2 separate regions of the Mus musculus genome follow, and region 2 is linked to region 1. The links are chromatin contacts, called in public HiChIP or PLAC-seq maps. All regions are on one chromosome and are shown on one strand. The core of a region is the stretch at or near the end of the contact, and the rest is flanking DNA. Distances in the headings are between cores, read along the strand shown.

Region 1 (4,082 bases), core at 869-3,368:
GGGTGATGCTCTGGGTCACACTGAAACTTGTAATGGAAGAAGGGAAGAAGCAAGATCAGAGAAGGAGGGCAGGGAGGAGCCCTGTACCAAGCAGAGCACAGGCACCAGAGGTGGGATGAGGGGTGGGGGTATGTGACTGGGAGGATGGCAGGTCTCACCTTTAATAGCATGATGTCATTAGAACGGTCATCAGGATTATAGTCTGGATGGGGAATGGCTTTTGCCACAGGGATGATCTGCTGTGTCTCCTCCTTAGCCTTGATGTTGTGAGCCCCCAGTGTGACTGTCATTGAGCTGTGGAGAGAGCAGAGTGGAGAGCAGAGATGTGGAGTCAGAGGGGATGTAGTGCAGGACCTGTGTAAAGCAAGGTAGGCAGGATGGAACTGTAGCTGAGGGGACTTGAGGACACAGGAGGGTCTCAAAGACATGAAATTCCAGGAGGTTCACTCTTGCATCTAGGCATTATTCTGAAGTTTACATAAACTTTTAATGTGTTTTTTTTTTTTGTTTTTTTTTTTTGGTTTTTCGAGACAGGGTTTCTCTGTATAGCCCTGGCTGTCCTGGAACTCACTTTGTAGACCAGGCTGGCCTCGGACTCAGAAATCTGCCTGTCCCTGCTCCTTGGACTCAGAAATCTGCCTGTCCCTGCCTCCTAAGTGCTGGGATTAAAGGTGTGCGCCACCACAGCCCGGCTTAATGTGAACTTTTTTAAAAAATATTTTTTATTACATATTTTCCTCAATTACATTTCCAATGATATCCCAAAAGTCCCCCATACTCTCCCCCCCACTTCCCTACCCACCCATTCCCATTTTTATGGCCCTGGCGTTCCCCTGTACTGGGGCATATACAGTTTGCGTGTCCAATGGGCCTCTCTTTCCAGTGATGGCCGACTAGGCAATCTTTTGATACATATGCAGCTAGAGTCAAGAGCTCCGGGGTACTGGTTAGTTCATGATGTTGTTCCACCTATAGGGTTGCAGATCCCTTTAGCTCCTTGGGTACTTTCTCTAGCTCCTCCATTGGGAGCCCTGTGATCCATCCAATAGCTGACTGTGAGCATCCACTTCTGTGTTTGCTAGGCCCCAGCATAGTCTCACAAGAGACAGCTACATGAACTTTTAATCTCAACCACTACTTTTGTTTGGCCAGTGCAGTTGATCAACTCAAGTATGATGCTGGATTTAACCTCTCACCCTTTTACCTCAAATATACCTCTTGTCAGACATTAATTTTTGCAACCCTGACTTCTAGTGAGCCCTCAGGGGAGCTTCCACAATAGAGGACAGAAGCCCCTGTGGATGTTTCAGAAGATGTGAGCTATCTGCTTCTCCTCACCTTCCTTTGCAGTGAGCAGCTGTTAGCACGAATTTGTCTCGAACCAGGAAGCCTCCGCAGAACATCTTCTTCCCACCAACTTTCAGAAACTCATAATATGCCATGTAGGGACGGGAATGTGGACTGATCTCATTGCCTCCGATTATCTCCTCTGAAAGAAAAGCCTAGAATATTTGGTGTCTGGGAGCAATATTTGTGGCCAAGAGGAATCTAGGGAGGGAATAATTAAGAGTGGAATCTGAAGTCCCTCAAGGCTTTTGAAGACTGGATTCCTTGCACATAGAATAATCCTGGCTGAATCTTAAGCCTCATTAAAGCTGCTCATTCCCTAGGCTGAAATAAAGTAAATGGTGCACATTTTTGTATCTTTACATTCTCTGTCACATCTCTTTGTAAGGATGATCCAGTCTCCAGGTGATGAAAAAATGTTGGGAGAAGCTAGTGCCTACTAAGTTTTCTGAAAGCATCTCCTTTCTTCAGACCTTGTTGAAAATTAGGCCAGTGTCAGATTTCTAAGTCTGGGTTTGTTATGGGACCTGACATTCAGAAACATCCTGGGTCCAGTGCCAGAACAATTCCTGACTACCGCTGGGCAGAAAGTCAGCAGAGGTGCCATGGGACGGCATCACTGCCACAGGGGTGTTCACTCACCTGCTCCAGCTCTGAGAGGCAGAAGTAGGGTCAGGAGAATCAGGACTGGTGGCATCTTCCCAGGAAGGCTGCTCAGGATGGAGGAGGGCAGAGTAGACAAAGCCCTTGGAAGGGGAGGAAGGAGGTGTGGGCTCAGGGGGCTCACAGGCATTTTGAACCTATGCACCTCTGCTTCTGATTGACGTCACATTACTTAAGGAATTTTTCTGGTTTGGGTAAAAATGACACTGTTACCACACTGACCTCCTGAGGTAAGCTAAACTGGGATGAAGATCAAGAAAGTAGAGGATGTGGAGGCTGTGGTTAAGGAGGCCTGAGACCTCAGGAAGTCCATCATGACTGCACGGAGACAAACATGTGTCCTTTTCTAACTCTTACACCCTTTTCATTTCAATAAGATCTCCCTTGTTCTTTATCTTTTGCTTTCTTTCTTTCTTTCTTTCTTTCTTTCTTTCTTTCTTTCTTTCTTCCTTCCTTCCTTCCTTCCTTCCTTCCTTTTTAAAACAATATTGACAACCAATTTATCTTACAGCAGTTATAATACTCACAGTTACACAGTGCTTAGTGAGAGTTCACACTGTATTGCAGAATATCATCTCATTAATATTTGGGACTACTGATCATACTGTGGAACAATCTCTTTGAATATCCTCATGAATTAATCTTAACTCTAATTCTCCTGATACTGCTATGAAAATTTCACAAGAGAAATCTTAAAGGCAAGTGTTTGCCCCATATCCAATGACCAAGTGTTACAGGCATACATAGTTAAGTGTAATAACAAATCAAAAATGACACTTAAAGTTTACTAGGTATTGCCTTTTATCTCTGAGGCAAGAGCTTCAGGACTGAACTCAAAGATAGGTAAGATTAGATCAGCACTGGCTTCCATGCTGTTGACTCTCAATGGTATTTTCTACCACTTTGCCTAGCATTTTCTATCAAGTAAGAAAGTCCATTATTAGATCATGATTGTTATTTAATGGGCTACATCCAAGAGGGAGAGAGACAAGGATGCAGGTCTTGAAATGTTTGATGTTGACTGGGGGATCTGAGAGCCTCTTTTAGAACAGTAGATAGTAAGAACTGAGTGAGATTACTCTGGGAGGTGAGACTGGCTGACCTCACTCTAAGCATAGGTGTGTGTGTGCGCGCACGCATGCATCCAAAAGACTGCAGAGCTACCAAAACCTACATTTTTATCCTGCTTTATGGATTTCAGATACTTTTAAATTTTCTCCTGTCATATTTTGGAACCAAGAGAGGCTTTCTCATCTTAGTTATAGACTAAAGTCTTTAGTCTTTATGCAATTAAAAGTACTAACTGCCTAAAAATTAATTATCTAGTCCATGGGTATGCAGTATGTTGGCTTCTCTGCTCTACATTGAAAGGTTACTGGTTTAGGCTGCACATTGCTTATACAAGCTATAATAAATGTTGATCATTCACCCTGAAAGAGACTGTGCATAAATGACACAATATGTGCACACACAGATAAGCAACAAAAGCCTACAGAATAAAATAATCTTAATGATATGAGAGTCCATTTGTAGAGAATCTTTTTAAAATAATAGAGCAGGGTCCATGTTTGTGATATCTGAAAACCTGTAAGTAGTAATATTTATTTTGGTATGCTTTATCATACAAACAAAGGAAGACAACAAGAATCAGGGTGGATATTCTCTATTGCTTTTAAAAACAAAAGTTTCACTCTTTGGTTTGATCAACATAGCTCTGATCTTAGTGAATTCTTAAGCCAGAGGAGCTGAAGTTATAAGTGGTGATGAGCTATTCAATGTGGCTGCTCAGAAATGAACTTGGGTCCTCAGCAAGTGTAGTGTGTACTGTTAATACTTTTCTGCCATCTCTGCAGTCCTGTGTGCTCAATTCTTGAAACTAGTTGCTCACAAATGTAGGTGCTGTGAATAAGTGGTGGTGTGAATACAGTGTCATGGTAGCGTGTGAACATTTATCTCTGAGAAAGATCCATGAAAGTCCTATAAAAGTCATGAAGGGACATGATGAAAAATATTTTTCATTTGAATGAAGGATTATAGTTCTATGCATTCCATTTGAAGGACCAAAAATGGAC
Region 2 (4,573 bases), core at 1,390-3,889, 50 kb after region 1:
AACGCTGGGACCCAAGTGGCAAGCACTAATGTGTTTTTCCTCTTGAGACCAGAATGCACACACACACATGCTTATTAATGACAGCAAGCATTCTGAAGAAAAGAAAGCACAAGACAGGATGATAGGTTAGCCTGACCTTTTCATAGGGTCATCAAAATTTTCCTGGGAAGTAAGTGTTTGACAGTTATGCAAAAATATACATGACCATGAGAAGTGTTCTCTGACCTGGTCACCCAGGTCGAGGCTCACATGTACTGATGCTCTGGAGTGCTTGAGTCTTATAAAAAAAATCACGAGGAGTCATGCCAAATCATGACTCCTTCTGTTTTCCATCAAACATATGAGTTCAAAAACAATAGGAATATGTTAATGAATTTAGGTCTTTTAACACTTGAATCTTCTGTTCAACAAAGGCACCATTAAATGTCAAAGCAAGTTTGGATTCAGAGATAATATTAGAAGATCTTCCTGGTGAAAGGAAATACTTTTAAAAGATATTAATTATGGAAGACAGTCAACTCAACTTTAAATTAAGAGGCTTGGAAGATGTTTCCTGGAAGACCAATCTCAAGGGGTTAACGGATTTTGGAAGCAATCATGAACCTCACCAGTATTGAAGGCCCTGCATTGCAATGTGCATGCCACACACAGACACCCATTCAAGAAACTGCCTGCAACTGTTCTAGAAGTAAAGACTGGAAACAAGTAAGCTGTGTTAAGAATGAACTCTTATTTTCATAGGAGATAAACTGGTAAAATGAAAGCACTGTATTCACATGTGTCAACTGAAGTAAATCTCAAACATAGGTCAGTGATTAGTTTCTCTGGAGGAAGTTTCATAAATAATAGACTAAAAATTTTAACAATGTGTTTGAAATTCAGAATATGGGCAGCCTTCTTTAAAATGCAGTTATTTTAAAATATCAAGTGAAAGTGGGGTTTCTGAAGGCTTAGCATGGGGTAAGCCACCTTTTAAACACTAATAAAGATAGATAGATAGATAGATATGGCTTTGCATGTGTGTGCCTGGGGCTCTTAGAGGTCAGAAGAGGTTATGAATCTATGGAACTGGAGTTACAAATGGTTGTGAGCTGGCATGTAGGTCCTGGGAATTGAACTCTGGTCCTCTGAAAGAGCAACCAGTGCTCTTAACTACTGAGTCATCTCTCCTGCTGCCCTCCTCCTATTTTTAAGTTGGGAAGCAAACAAAATGAAAGGCAACAGTCACCCACGATGCTTTGCTGTGTAATAGCCTCACTTCTCATAGCTACTGTCCACATGGCCTATAACCCTGAGCAACAGCTGTTCTTTTCTGCGCCCCCCCCCCCATTATTGGCTTTGTCTCTCAGGACAACACAGAAATAAGACATAGTGAGGACAGCCAGTGCCAGAGTCCTGGGGCTAGCGGATGAACTGTGGCCATAGAGATCATCTTTCCTTCCTTCTCCAGCGGCCATCCCTTGGTACATCCCCCCAGGGGGCCCCCAGGCAATATCTGCTTCTCTTGGTGGTCTTGTTAGTCATGCCCTTTCTTCACAGGGCTCCATCTCAGAGGTCTTCTGAGTATCCAAGATGTGTTGAAACTTTGCGGGAAGTTGCCATAGGAGTTGAATATTAGCTCACTTCACTCTTTCTTCTCCATGCCCCCAGGCCTTCCATGGGATACTTTGCCTGGAAAACCCCATGAGTTTCCATGGAAATATAGGGGACCAGATGATTTTTATCCTCATATCTAGAATTATCCTTTCCCTGTACCCCTATATCACTATTGCTAATCATTTAAAGTAGGGTATCTCAGAAGCCTTGCAAATTCTGCATAACTCATTGCCTATGCCTATATATCCCATCCCTTCCTTTGCCTGGTGTTTCTTCTCTCTCTCTCTCTCTCTCTCTCTCTCTCTCTCTCTCTCTCTCTCTCTCTCTCTCTCTCTTGCTGCCTTTCACTTTCACTTTCCTCATGCCAGTTACCAGTTGCCAGAGTCAAATCCTCAATTTTTTTAATCTGATTGTTTGACTCTTTTTAAAGCTAGTTAATAAGGAGATGGCTTAGTGGCTAACAGCACTTGTTGCTCTTGCAGGTTCAGATCCCAGAACCCACATGGTGGCTTACAAACATCCCTAACTCTAGGTCCAGGGACTCAGTGCCCTCTTCTGATCTTCACAGATCACAGGCGCCAGACATACATGTGGTATATAATGCACATAAAATAATAAATAATCTAACAGCAGATGGATGGCAGAGGTTCAGTCTGCCCCTGGAGCTTCTAGGAGAAAGAAAAACTCTGGGCCCTCTCATTACAGCCTTCACCTCAACAGAAATAGGGTGCCTAAGTCAAGTGTGTGGCTAGCTCTCATTTATAACTTCAGCATTCTAAAAACATGTTAGTAGCTTTCAATTTCCTACAAATACAAGAAAGCAAAACTTTCTTAGGTGCCAAAAGTGTGTGGTGTGTGTGTGTGTGTGTGTGTGTGTGTGTGTGTGTGTGTGTGTGTGTTGGGGACAGGGGTGACTCAGAGGACTGAGTCTGAAACTGTCATTGGCTTCCCATTTGGTCTTGGAGCCATGTAGGGTTACTTGAGATCACCAGGAAATGTCACCTTTCTTTTCTCTAAGCTGCAGCTGTGTGGGCTGTGTGGTCATTCAGCTTGCCTGGAACCTGTTATCTGCCTTTGATTGAAACTTAATGCAAGTCCTACCACCTCTAGCAGCACTTCCTATGGATGTTTGAAAGACATTTCGCATATGAATTATTCTAACTTTTTTATGCAAATCAGGGCAGGGTGTGTGCCAAGTAAGCTTTTGATCTTGAGATCTTGCCACAGATGACAGAGGCTCAATCTGTCTCTGGAGTGTCACCTATGAAGCTTCCAGAAGAGAGGACAATTCTGGGCCCTCTCATTATAGCCCTCACCCCAATAGAAACAGGGTGCCCAAGTCAAGTGTGGTGGCTGGCTCTCATTTATAACTTCAACATTCAGAAGTCTGGGACAGGAGGATTGCTTTGAGTGTGAGTTCAACTTCAGGCTGTGCTAAAAAGCTACAAAGTGAGACCTGTCACAGTCAAACAAGAAAAGGGCATCTAGACTGGCATTAGAGGCCGTGCTGCTGTGCAGCAAAAAGGCTGGGTCGCTATATATCTATATATCTGTAGGAGATTAAGCTGGGAACTGGACGGGAAAATGAAGCAACTTCAAGATTAAGGCATGGACCTTTCTGTCAGTCAGAAACCCAGGGTGCAGGTGCTAACTGGGGGTTAAATGAGAACCAACCAGTCTTCATCCCACATTTTACATTTCTTATTCGTTTCCCAAATCAATGCAGATCCAGAAAAGTGTGCTCAAAAGGATGAAAGGCAAGCCTGTGCGTGGTAATATGGCTGCCGCCTTCCACATGGCACTGCTGTTCACAGTAGACACAGTGCGCTTTTCTCAAGATAGTTTGCTTTTTTTCCCTCAGAAAACCATGCCAGCACACTGGCCGAGTTAGGACAGGACACTTTCCTGAATTGTGCAGCTATTTTGTCTTAGTGGATATGCATATCACCTGGTGTCTAGATCATGAATGACCTTCCTCCTGCTTACTTGTCCTGGTGTCTCTTGCCTTTCTCTCGAGTAAGGGTGAGTCGGTCTTTCTTAGGTCACACTAGAGAAGCTCTGAGTTTAAGCTCTGGGTTCTCAGATCACCAGCTTGTCCTCCTCTTCACAGTTAATCCTTCTTTGTCTCCAATCAGTCTATGCTGAACCCCTTTTTGGGTGTCTAGGAGAAGCCCAGGGACAGGGAAACATTCCTTGTCTTTCAGGGATGTTGGTTGGCCCTTCCCTAGTGTCTCATGGTCTCCTAGGTCAGAGTCAGGTTAGCAATGTCCCACGTCCTCTCGGTTGTTCACGTTGTCATCTCAGTTTCTTCAGGCCTCTGTACCTTTTGATTGGACTGGTGTTCATGTTTCTTGAGTGTCTGACACATGAGGTACTTTTGAAATTGATCCAGAAAAATCCTAATGTCCTTGAAGGGGGGTATTACAAACTCACCTCTTCATGCTTCTCTGTGCAGAATCCTCCCGGTTTTGTCCCTTCTTTCACCTAAGATCTCTGTCCTTGCCATTCTTGGAGTCCATGGAAAAACCTTTGTGATCCTCAGTCTTATGTACCTCCCCTCTTCACATTTGGCTAAACATCATGGATATATCAAGATAGGGCTTCAGTGATTGCACTGGACACACAGAAAGGGTCCAATCTACAGGTGCCACTCAAAAGCAGAGTTTTCTACAACTGGTCGCAGAAGAGAGACCCAGGGAAGATCCAACTTTGGGAAGAACTTGAGAGACTGCTGCCAGTTTGAAAATTAAGGCATGGAGTGGCAAGGACAAAACTGAGAGTTGCCGCACACTGATGGTAGCAAGAAACCAGCCTAGCTGCAAGGAACGGCAGCCTATTAATAACCTGAGTGAGTGTGGGCTCTCTCGGTTCTTCTCTGGTATTTCCAGATGGGAGCTCACCCTTGCTGGTGCTTTGGCTTTGACTTTGTAACACTCGTGCCAAGAGCACAGCTACGGCCACCCAGACTTTACTTCTA

What was found. HiChIP or PLAC-seq counts read pairs in DNA pulled down with a chosen protein or histone mark.
Region 2: an H3K27ac HiChIP or PLAC-seq map of CD8 T cells shows a contact between it and region 1, with 10 times the contacts expected there. The contact joins the enhancer-like site here to the promoter of Gzmc in region 1. A contact is called at or near these places in 3 of 39 promoter capture datasets (Sertoli cells, embryonic stem cells and macrophages), 1 of 15 datasets of contacts at CTCF or cohesin (CD8 T cells), 2 of 484 Hi-C or Micro-C datasets (CD4 T cells and nephron progenitors), 6 of 115 datasets of contacts at active chromatin or transcription factors (CD8 T cells, T-cell acute lymphoblastic leukemia, embryonic stem cells and 1 more) and 3 of 9 other capture datasets (adipose tissue, liver and pancreatic islet).

The regions. Positions count from the first base shown.
Region 1 is chr14:56,232,539-56,236,620 of GRCm38.p6, forward strand. Gzmc (granzyme C) reads right to left here and starts at 2,119. Exons shown (of 5, transcript NM_010371.3): 1 at 1,990-2,119; 2 at 1,339-1,489; 3 at 159-294. The coding sequence starts at 2,044.
Region 2 is chr14:56,281,947-56,286,519 of GRCm38.p6, forward strand. No RefSeq gene overlaps it. Among named protein-coding and RNA genes, the nearest start is that of Gzmb, 22 kb to the left of the region's middle. Within about 2 kb of position 2,640, at least 23 of the 459 cell types and tissues checked have an H3K27ac peak or open chromatin away from gene starts, as enhancers often do. A contact at or near this core is called in CD8 T cells and memory CD8 T cells, where this site is marked.